Linked DNA regions of Dromaius novaehollandiae: region 1 is linked to region 2. A link is a contact called in public Hi-C data. All regions are on one chromosome and are shown on one strand. The core of a region is the stretch at or near the end of the contact, and the rest is flanking DNA. Distances in the headings are between cores, read along the strand shown.

The links. A called contact is a pair of places that touch in the nucleus more often than the background predicts.
Region 1: a contact with region 2 is called in a Hi-C map of brain, with 2.7 times the contacts expected there. The contact joins the promoter of LOC112983553 here to the promoter of RPL3 in region 2. A contact is called at or near these places in 2 of 4 Hi-C or Micro-C datasets (brain and ovary).

The regions. Positions count from the first base shown.
Region 1 is chr1:53,506,540-53,512,630 of bDroNov1.hap1, forward strand. LOC112983553 (extracellular serine/threonine protein kinase FAM20C-like) reads left to right here and starts at 3,628. Exons shown (of 11, transcript XM_026100742.2): 1 at 3,628-3,792; 2 at 4,525-6,091. It overlaps DNAL4 (dynein axonemal light chain 4), which reads left to right. Exons shown (of 4, transcript XM_026102735.2): 4 at 341-1,466. The coding sequence ends at 505.
Region 2 is chr1:53,340,171-53,345,678 of bDroNov1.hap1, forward strand. RPL3 (ribosomal protein L3) reads left to right here and starts at 3,360. Exons shown (of 10, transcript XM_026101867.2): 1 at 3,360-3,462; 2 at 4,831-5,023. The coding sequence starts at 3,460.

The DNA of each region.
Region 1 (6,091 bases), core at 2,378-4,877, 170 kb after region 2:
AGCTTAGTGACCTGAATCTCCTCTCACACTTGCTGCACCCAGTATAAGTCCATGACCATCAGTGAGAGAACTCTTGCTTCAGATTGGTGTGAATGAGGAGTGATTACTACATCTAGATCTTTAATCTCTCTTGCTTGCTGTGTTGGAGGCTGCTCAAAACGCAGCAGGCTGTTTTACCCTTCAGTGTAGCTCTAGGGAGCTTCCAGTTTCTGCAGTGCAGCTGCCATACCTATTGCCTTTGGCTTGAGTAGCCCATTAAAGGGAGAAGAGTTGGAGGATTTTTGCATAAAAGCACATTGCTTGCTCTGCCTCATCCTATGCTCTCCTTATTATTCTTCAGAGTGCTGCCAAGATGATCAAAGAGATGATGGACAAGAAATTTGGGTCCTCCTGGCACGTGGTGATTGGGGAAGGCTTTGGCTTTGAGATCACTCACGAGGTGAAGAATCTGCTATACATGTTCTTTGGCGGCAGCCTGGCTGTGTGTGTCTGGAAGTGCTCATGACATCTGGCTGGGTCCCAGACTCACTGCACACAAGAGATTCTTCCTTCTCTTCACAGGTTTTGTACAATCTGGAGGTGGGGCTTTATTTTTAATAGTAAAACTTTGAGGTTTTTTTTTTTCATACTGATGTACCAGTCCCATGGGATATATATTGTTGGTGCGTGTGTGTGTGTGTGTGTGTGCGTGTGTTAAGCTATCCTGTCCTTGTCCAGGGAATATTTCATCTGGTTGTGGCTCCTTCCTTGGTGGTTGAGTCTAAGCAGGAAGGAGGTGGTAAATGGGTAATTCATGAGACACTACAAAGCCATACAGCAGCACTAGGAGGGGGAGGTAAAAGAGAAAAGGTGCTATCTAGCCCTGAGTTTTTCCTCCCACTTGTTCCACGCTGTGTTCTCTCTTCTCTGCCTTCCCCACTACTGCGTGGTATGGCTCTGACCGATGTCTGTCTCTCTTCTGAATGCCAATGTTAACAGCATTTTCTTCCTCCCTGAGATGACCATAGAGAACTGGTTGTGTCAAGGATCTCCCTTTGGGTTATCCATGGAGGTGTTAGCTACAGGGGAGCAGACTTAGCATACCCCTCCCTGCTTGCTTTGGGAAGGTGTGACAGCTGAGCTGCCTGGGTGTAGGAGGTTGCTATGCAAACTACCCCCTCTTTTCTCACCCACTGCACACTGAGATAGCATTAAAACACAGGCAGTCGATGATGTCTGGGGAGTGGGTGAGAATTCTTCATAAGGCTTGATTGCCTCTCTGTCAGTTCTTGGGGGTGTCATGTGAGAAATCACTTGGTCATCAGAGACTTAATGTCTTTTTGGACTTGCATTCCTTTAGCCTGTGTCATTTTTTTAAAGCTGTCAGTGTTGGAGGATGGAGTGAACGTAATTGTATTTTACGTATATGGAATATTTATATAATTCTGGGGAACTGTGTTTTTACAATAAAAAAATAGTAAAATGTCCTTTTTTGTGTTTGTCATATTCTAAAATGAAATGAAGTGGTGGTGGGGACACAGAGAAAAAGAAAAGATAATTCGTTCAGGAAACACTGGAATAAGTAAGCAATGGCTGTAGCTCAGGTGAAGGCCAGTGAGAAGCTTTCACCCCGCATGCTGCTTCCTGGGCAACTCTGGGATACAAGAGAAGTACTTTCACCCTCCCGATGCAGTTCCTTTCACCAGCGCAAGTCACGATGCCTAGGACAGTTGCCAGGTCAACAGTGCTGCTGACCAAAGTCCTCTGTCCACACATCCGTCTGTGTAGCGGCAAGGGAAGGTACTTGTGCACTCTTCCCAGTCAGTGTGCCTCATCTGCCATTTAGGGTCTGGCATTTGTGCCTTCTTTGATTTTCAGACTTTCGTCTGAGAATGCCACCAAGCAGTACTGTTGGCAGTTCATGTCTTATGGGAGGTCCCACACTTGTCCGTAGTTCAGTTCCTGAGGACCACTTCTGTATTATTGCCTGCAGTGGATCAGACTGGTAGAGGGGTTTACAATTCTTTTTGTTCCTTCTCCTAACCTCAGTGTGATGCTAGAGGTGTCCTTTGTTCATTCTTTTGAAAACAGTCAGCATGTCAGGGGCTCTTCCATAAGCCAGGAATTGAATAATATGAATATGACTAGAAATTATTTCAAATTTTGACCATCTGTGCTGGCTGGGCCCTGCATCCTCTTGCATAATTCCCTGCTGATCAGATGGGAAGGGACTTGCAAGGCAGAGAGAATGTGCAAACTGGTATAATGTATCTGGAACCACAATATTTGCCCTGTGCAATGGACCGTGGTGCCAGCATCATTGTGTGTTGTAAAAGAATCCGAATTCTGTGAGCTCTCTTTTTTCTGTAACTCTTGATTACTTTGTTGTCTCACTCCAGCTGGCTGCCTTTAAAATGAAGGTAGCACTGTTGACTAGCACTTTCTCCAGCTGGCAGGGGGAGAAGCTGTTTTTCTGTTCTAAGACTTGCCTCTGTGTTTTATACTCCTAGGTCCAGAGCGCAAGGTAGAACCAGTGTCTTTGAAATGCCCTGCACTGGAGCATGATGATGATCTTCAACAATTCTGTAGCCTATTTAATCACACTTCTTTCACACTAATGAATAATTAACTGCTGTGTGCATGTGCACAGACATGCTGGTCACAGGTATCCCTGCAGGTCATGCTGACCTGCAGATGATCATAGGGAGAGGGAGCTGCTTACCTCAACGTGCAATCTTTTGGCCCCACTGCCAGCCTGTTATCTGTTTGGCTGCCGGCTGAGCAAAACTAATGTCTTTGTGACCTGCATCTGCAATGGGCAAATGTTGGCTGGTTCTCAGCTTTCTCAAAGTACACACATGCAAACAAATTGAGGTGAGTTAGGTGTGAATTTGCAGCGAGTCAGCTGTTCCATTATAACTCCTCAAAGGCAAGTGTAAGGTGGTTCATAGAAGCACGGTAGGCTATTTCTATGTCCAAGGGCAATAGCTTTCTCACAAAAAGTTGCCACAGAAGAGCCAGCCCATCTTAGCTGGTTTGTATGCCTGTCCTGTCCTGTCCTGTCATTTGTGCTATATGGTAGAAGTGTAAACCTCAGCTTCCCAAAATTGAACTATGTAAGTCAGGGCCCCCTGCTGTCAGGCAAGTATTCACTAAGATCAGTGTTACTGCCCTTTGCAAGTTGAATCATGCTGTGCTGGCCTCCATGTATTACAGAAAGTGACTTTCACCCTTCTTTCATTGTGGAACTTGTAAACTTCAAGACATATCTGCAATTCACAGTGAAATACGGTACACAGATCAGAGATGGTCCCTTGTCTTGCCATGTTTTCCTACAAGTATCCCCTCTGCAGCTAGTGCTTTGGGGCCTGTGGCGCCTATCTGCTTTTGACTGTGAAACAGTCAAAAGTGCAGTCTTCCCACAGCTTACTAGAGATTTTCAGCAAAAAGTGAGGGGAGTTGGCAACAGGTGTCCTGCTTTTTATTTCTTTCTTATTATTATATTATATTATTTTTTGCCACCTGTGTATTGCTGCCATTACTCATCAAAGCACCAGACTGGTCAGATGTGGAAAAGGAGATGAAAATCTTAGGGTGATGCATTGGTGCCAGCCAGAATGACCCTTCCTGTCTGTCTGACCCAGAAAACTGGAGTGCTGCGATACCGGCTCAGAGGGCTGCACTTTGTGATGACTTACTCCCCTGCTGAGGGGCGATGGGCAGCATCATTGTCGGACTGCGTGGCAGGGAGTCGTGATTCTGTGCCAGAAGTGGAAATGTCCTCAGACGTATGGCTCCTCCTTCATCCCAAAGGTGACTCAAACCTGCCATGAAAGAGGGGGAAGGAGCTAGAAAGATGGAGGAAGTGGGGGGAGATAGGAAGAAAGAGGTGAAAATTCAACTGCTTCTCTGCGATGATGTCATGGCAACGAGGTACGCTGCCATGCTGTCAGACAGTCAGGGCTGGCTTTGAAGCTCTCCATCTCCTTCCTGTCACTGCAGGCCCACATCTGACTCGCTGAAAAAATCTTATGGTTAATATTTAATGCTGGCATTGAAGTGATAAGGGTGGCAAGTGCCCACCTATTCCCTCTTCCTCTGCTTTCCAGTGTGATGCTTCCTCTGCTTTCCAGTGCTGGAGCAAGGATTATGAAACCCCTTAGCATGGGAATGGGACTCCTGGTCCACAGGGTGGCTTCAACCCATGCAGTGGAGATTAGACCGGGGGTTCTCTGGGGTGGAGTCTCTGTGCACACATCAGCCCTGGGGCAAGGAGGGAGGCCATCTCCCTCAGAGACCTGTCTCAGTCAGGCTCTAGGACACGAGAGAGAGCTTTCTATCCCCCATTTCTCCCCCAAGCCCACTTTGGAGGCAGTTCTGGGGCTCTGGAAGGAGGGAGGTCTCCTGCTCTCCCTATCTGTCCCTGAGCTGGCTCCAGAATAAAGAAATCTGTGGCCCTGCTCCCAGAGCCAAGCCCAGCTCCTTTGATGCAAGCGATTAGCACATGTTTTCGCTAAGCAATGACCTAACAATTCTGTGTTCCAGGCACAACCCCTCCGAGGCACTGTCTTTCCAAAAAGTACATCCGGATTGAATCCAGCAAGCCTCCCTGTGGAAGACACTGTGTTCCCTTCCCTGTGGAAGCCATCTGCTCCCTTCCACCCGGCTCCGTCTGCAGGGCTGTGAGATCGCCTGCCGAGCTGGAAAGCTCTCCTCCTCCAAACACCACCTGCAGTCACGGAGGGATGCATTTACCCTCAGATGAGAGGGGGGGACGGGACGGGTTTGGTTACTATCAGCTATGTTGTTAGCTCAACATGAGGGGAAGGAAATAACAGCGTTGGCTGAATCTGGGGCGGCCGATAGTGTCAGCCGGAGGCGGTTACCAAGCAACTGTCGCACCGTGGGACATGGCAAGCTGGGAACGCTGCGTTCTCACCATGCCTGCCCAGTGTGCGCGCGTGGGAGGGGGCCCAGCATGTCGCGGAGCGTGCGGGGAGAGGGTGGCGTGAACAGGAGTGTGCCGCAGGACCTGTGACAGAGGAGGGGGTCTCCAACATACCCCCTCCTGCAGGCCAGTCCTCCTACCCCTTCCTCGCTTGCCTCCCGATACACAGCATGGGTTGCCCAACAGGCAGGATTTCACGTTCCTCCTGCATCCTCTGCTACCGGAGAAATTGAGAAGAGAAAAACGTTACCTCCAACTTTGTATCCAAGGTCCCCAGGCTTGTCCAAGTCCAGTGCTTGTTGCATTGACCCTGTGGTCCTACACTTCTTTATCCCTTAACAAATCTGAAGCACCCTCCTTTCCTAGTCACCTACTGTTTTTGCCTGGGCAGCTCAGCTCTGCATCCCTGTATCTCACTGGAAAGGTGATTTTCTTGTAAAAATGAGCTAAAGTTCCCTTCCAAAAGCTGCCAGTCCTCCCCAGCAATCCTATTTGAGGCATATGTTTGGCCCTGCTTGCTTTCCTGCTCCTGATTCGTGCTTGCCCCCCAGTTGCTTTCCACTTCTTGCAGTGGAAAACTCAGTAGCAATGAAGTGGCTTGAATGGCAGGTATGGGATAAATGCTTCATGACAGCTTTTCTAGCACCTGTGTCCAGCCCTGCAGCACTGCCTTGATGTCTCCAGCATCAGATCCCATTCCCAGCTTGGCTGCTGCACCTCCATGCTGACTTCCAGCATCCCCAAGGCAGCCCAGCAGACTCCCTGCTCCTGCCTGCTGGGCTCCTCTCATCCACTTCAGAGGTCCTTAGAGCAGCCCAGCTCATGCACCTCACCCCAACGGGCAGCTGCTAACCCAGCTTTTCCCTCCTAGCAATGTCAGACCTTCATTTCTGCAGTCTGAGTGGCATTTGAAAGGGGGTTGTGTACAAGCAACCTTGTATAGCTGGAGGGGATGGTAACATCAGCTTGGCTGAGCAGTGGGATCAGAAGTCTTTCCTGGGTTACAACTGTGCAGACAGAAATGTGGTGAAGCCTAGCTGCTGTGTTGGGCATGGGAAGTGGTGCAGAGGTGTTTGAGGAGGGGACAGAAAGAGAGTTTGCATGGGGCCATGTAGTGTTGGGCAGGGTGCATGTTGCAGAGGCAGGCAGAACAGCTTTTGGGCC
Region 2 (5,508 bases), core at 2,110-4,609:
CAGCCAATTCAAAGCTGGCAAGACAAACTCAGTTACATCATGACATCGTGGACAGCATTGCATAAAGCTGCCATCACACTTCAGTGTCATAGTAACAGAGCTTACAGCAACAGAGCCTGCCTCTGCCTTGCTTTTTCCACTCTCATGAAAGTTGGTGGGCAACTTAACAGCTAGCGTAACATCAGCGAAGTGTGCACTGATACAGCCTTTCCTTTTCCTAGGTTCGTGTTTACTGTTCAAATACAAACACAATTCAGCATCAGTTGCACCAGGTCTTGCTACCTGGCCTCTGATGACCACCTGCCTTTGAGGGCTTCTGCTACTACTGGCACATCTGGGCTCCCAGGCTGTTCTTTCACCAGAGAGGGAGGAGAGAAAGGTATGGGGGAGAGAGAGAACAGGGATAAGGGAGGAGAGCTTCACCTGTAATTTCTTTTTTTTTTTTATGTATAAAAAAGGGAAGATGCTAACATGCTCTTGAGTAAGCCTTAAACAGAACCTTTCCCTTCAGACTTAGGCTGTACTAGAGCCTCAGACTGTTTCCTGCACCTCACCTCGCCATCCAAAATGCAAGCAGGAGAAAGGAGGACCATGCCAACACTATTCTCTTTCCAAAGCACTTATGCATGGATGTGTGTAAAGTCCACTTCAACAGGTGAGAGACAAATTACCCTCTGCAAAACCACATTGCCTACTGAAAACCAAGCTTTGGAGGCTGCGTCAGTGACACAGGTAGACAGACAGGTTGCTAAATAGACAGATGGACATTTATGTTGATTGGCAGCAACAATAAATGAAGAAGTTGAGGTGGATATCACATTTCTACTGTGTGATTTTAACAATGCTGGCTGGAAATGAGAGCGGCTTCTTTTGCTTCCCTTCTTCCTTCTCTTGCCAGATGCTGCTTACTCAGCTTACTCAGGTTCTTGTGACCTTCAAACACCTTCCTATTCGTTCTGCTTATGGCACTTTTTCTTTCATTTGCCTCTTTCTCTGCACACAGCAAGGTTAGTGCCCAGCTGTGATGATGGTTTTTGCAGTATGAGCCCCCTCTTTATCAGGATGGTCTGAGGTTTTCTCAACATGCCACCCAGCCTGGTGCTGCAGGGATGCTCCCTTAGAAAACTGCATTGCTCTGTCCTCTCCTCCTCCCAGCTCATTTTCTTCCTGCCTGTCTTCTCCTTTTACATCACTTTTGTCCTCCATATCTTCACTGTTTTCAGCACCTTCCTCTTCAGAACATCCGTTCCTCCTAATTCTGCTCTTCTTGATGTCTTTCCTCCCTCCCTCCACCCTGTAGTCTTTCTACTTCAGCTTCTTCTTATACTCCATTGCTTCTCTGTGGCTGCCTAGTATATCAAGTCCCACTCCCTGCTTCGCACTCTCCATCACAAGTTAGGATATAGCCTCCAAACTTGTATCCCATGTTCTCTAGCCTATGATTTGGGCTGAGATCCTCTCACATTTAAACAAGCCCCACCTTGCTACTGGTACCTGTCCTATAGCATGACACATCTCAAGCATTTTGACTTCTCCATCAAAACGGGAGTTCATGTCTCGGCACCAGGACACCTCTCCTGAATACAACGCTATGAACACATAAGGAGTTTGTGCATTCAGCTCTTCGATCTTATTCATGTGGATGATGAGGACAAGGACGGAGAGAGAGCACAGCGAAGATGAGGCAGACCGCCTATCAGCGCTGAGCAGACACGGGTCCTTGCATCCCCCGGAGCCTCATGTGCAGGAGGATGTCCATGCCCTTCAAGCCATGCCTGCCCAAGCCCTTGCTTGCCCTCCCACTCACCACTGCTTCGGCGGGCTGGTGGGACAGGAGAAGCCCTGCAAGGTGGGGGCAGATGGGCCTTTGAAGTGGTGGCTCAGGGGACACATGGCTGGAGGGAGGGCAGAAGCAATGGCCTCTGAGGGCGCTGGCCTGGGGTGGCAGGGGGAGACCCAGGCAACTCTGCATCCTGTGGCCTGCAGGGAACATGCCCGTGCCCCCACCAGGAGCCCCCAGGAGAGCAGGGCCCCCGCCAGGCACGTGGTTCCCAGCAGCACCTCCGCGGCCCCTGCGCAGACCTGCCAGAGAAAGGCAGCGTGGCGGCGGTGAGCCCGCTTTGCTGAGGCCCGCGGGCCCCGCTTCTCCCACCACTTTCTCCAGCCACGGGGAGGCCCCTCTCCTGCCCCAGGGCAGCCAGGACATGGTAGAGTGGGCTCCGGCTGACTACCGAGCCCATCCTCCCCAGGGCTGTAGGCCTCCTCCCGCGCTGGCCTGCCATCGGCTCTGCCCTTCACCTGCCTGGAAACCTTCACCCTGCCGGGGTCGTGACAACACAGCCGGTGGCATTGCAGAAGGGGGAGCCGCATGGCAGGGCTGGGAAACACCAGGCCAGCCCCGGAGGCCAGTGGTGGGAGGAAGGGGGCAGGCCTGAATGAAAGAACTGGGAAAGGCAGGTTAACACGGGAAGGAAATTTCAGGCAGCTCCTGGGCCAGCAGCGAGATCGCTCATTTTATTAAAACGGTCTTTACTTGCCACGTCCGTGCTCCATTTCGTCTTCGCGCCAACCCTCACCACTTATGTAGGGCAATTTTCTAGGGTGCTTCGGTCTAAGATGCGCTGGCACAAAGCCATCTAACATCCAGGGGGCAGACGCCAAGCCAAATCCAGCTCTCTGCAGGCCAGCGAAGGACTACGAGACATTAACCTTTTATTTATGTCACCAGATGTCTCACTTTAAAGAGACAAACCAGCTTGCAGCACAGATGCATTAAAAGTTTAGGGGTCAAAGTGTGAAGGTCAACCTGCCCCGGACAATTATAGTGCTGGTGGGGTCATGTCTGTTTTTCTCTGTAGTGGCTACACAAAATACTGCAAGGAGGCAGCTAATGCCGAGTGGGGAAAAGCGGGGCTCCGAAAACAGAGCCAGGCACCCAGACAACACTGCTGGCTCTTCCGGAGCGAGCAGCGCTGTTACGAGTGGCAGCAGCCTTCGTGGGTGGGTTGAGGGGGGCAAAACTGCCCAGCAGCACCAGGAGCAGCAAATGATGGTCAGGCAGGGGCTCACTGAACTCCCCGCAGCAGCTGTAAATGGCACTGAGAAGCACAGAAAACAGTGATGGCATGCTCGGCCTGCGGATCGGAAAAGCCGCTGCCTGCCAAAGAAAGGGGACACGGCTCTCGCCTCGCTAATTCTCTCCCCAGCGGGAGAAAAGCGGATTTCCCCCGCCGGGCGCGGCAGGGCCGCCCACGGGGCGCTGCCCTCCCTCTCCGCCCCGTGGCAGAACGCGGTCCCGGGAACTTTGACCGCATTCTCCACCCGTAGCGCGTGTCATCCCGCGCGCTCGCGAGATCGGGGGGGGGGGAAGCGCCTGCGCAATGCCCCATGGGGGCGGGGTGCCTATAAGTAGGACGCGCGCGGGCTGTTTAGGCCCTTCCGGCGCAGCGCGGAGGCAAGATGGTTGGTGCTGCGGGGGACGGGGGGAAAGGGCGGCCCGGTTGGCCTCACCATCCGTCGCGTATCGCCGCCATCCCGGTCCTCGGCGGCTGCCCGGCCCGGCTCCCGCCGCGCGGGGGCCCCGCGGGTAGCGGCGCAGGGCTCATTTCGGCGCTCGGCCGGGGGCGGGCGGGTCGCCGCCGCCTGAGGGTGGCTTTGTCCGTGGTGGTGCCCGGTGGCCTTTTAGTTCAAAAAATATATATATATTTTTTTTTGAAGAGCTGCTATAAGTGAGGTCTTGCTGGTGCCGGTGGTCTGGCCCTGGTGTGTTTCCAAGTCGGAGGCGCCGAGCCTCCGCGTGAAGAGTGGGACTTTGCTCCCTTGTTTGCTCCTGGTACTGCAGCGAGGCCATGGCAGGGCTGCAGACGCAATAGAGTCTCTCTAGTGATAGAATTCACCAGGTTTTACTGAAAAAGGTCAGATCTCCTGCTTGGTAACGTTATATGTAATGTAATATGCGAAGCAGTGCCTCTGCTGTATGTATACATTATATGTATACATAACATGCGAAGGTACTGTGCTAAGAGTCTTCAGTCTTAATATAGGTGTCAAAATTTGATTTGGCTGGGCCTGAGCACAAGTTTTGCAATTAGTCATAAAAACAGTTTGTTTTGAGCGTGGTAAATTATTTCCTGCTTGATGTAGCTTTTTCTTGAAAAACTACTACTCAGTTTTCCCTGGTATTGATTGCTTGCTCCTTTTTAACTGCATAATTTTTCTTGCTATTCAGAGATGAGGTTGGATGGGTAGTTCTTTGGGCTGAGAGTTCTCAGAATAGTATCCAACTTAGCTCTCATATTATGGAGTGAGACTGCAGGGTTGGTAGTTAAAGAAAACATGTTTGAAATATCTGCATTCTAACCTGAAGCAACTAGCTCAGGGTGGATGTTAAAATGCTGTTTTATTGCAGCTTTTCTAGAATTTTTCTGGACTTTTTTCGTAATGAGTTTTTTAATATTTATTTATTAAAACATAAGGCTATTTATGCTTCTCTATTTCTCAGCTTCTGGGGTGCATTGAAATCAGGATGGCATGCTGTGGCCATGTTAACAGCTTGCACGGTTCCATTACTAGTGGCACTTGGTTTCTTAAATTAGGGCTGAATGGGAGGGGATGTTAAAGAAGTGTAGTTGAAGCATTTGGATAGCAGTATTATGACAATATTGAAATGGATTTAACAAGCTAAACAGCTGATGTTAAAAAGAATTTCTAGAATGCAAAGTGTCTATATGTAGTGTTTGTTTAATGCAAGAAGAAAATTGGCAATTAGCCCTTGAATGTGGAGAAGTGGACCTCTGAAACATGCACTAAAAGCTCATTTTCTCTCCCTAGTCTCACCGCAAGTTCTCAGCTCCCAGGCATGGGTCACTGGGCTTCCTGCCCCGCAAGCGCAGTAGTAGGCACCGGGGCAAGGTGAAGAGCTTTCCTAAGGATGACCCCAGCAAGCCTGTCCATCTCACTGCCTTCTTGGGGTACAAGGCTGGCATGACTCACATTGTCCGTGAAGTTGACAGGCCTGGATCCAGTATGTATATATGTTCCTTTTAATAGGAGAATTAGGTTTTTTCTTACAAATGCTGAAAAATAACCTGCTTATAGGTATCTCTGGATTTTAGTCCTTGCTTGTCTTCACCTAGTTCCAAGCCCTTTTTGAGTGGGAGGAAGGGTGTAAAACACCCAGGCCCCTCCCACTTCAGTGTGAATGATGTCCTAGTGTGAAGACTTTGTCTAGCAGTGCTTGTTTTTTCTTATTAATGGTCCTGTTTGAGATGCATGGTGACTTGCAGAGGAGCCTGATGGTGTGCTTGAGCTGATGGCTTGGTTTAGCTGTACTGTAACAAGCTGCTAATGATGACCTCTTCTCGATGGGCGGACATAAGTAAATCGCCTTTGGCCTTTTTTGCTGATTGTCGAGTCCTGAATGTAGTTCTGTTACTAGCTACCATCCATTTTGCCTATCAGGCTCTGTCCATGTCTGCTGCTGAGCCAGCCTCAAATTTCTGTAAGGCA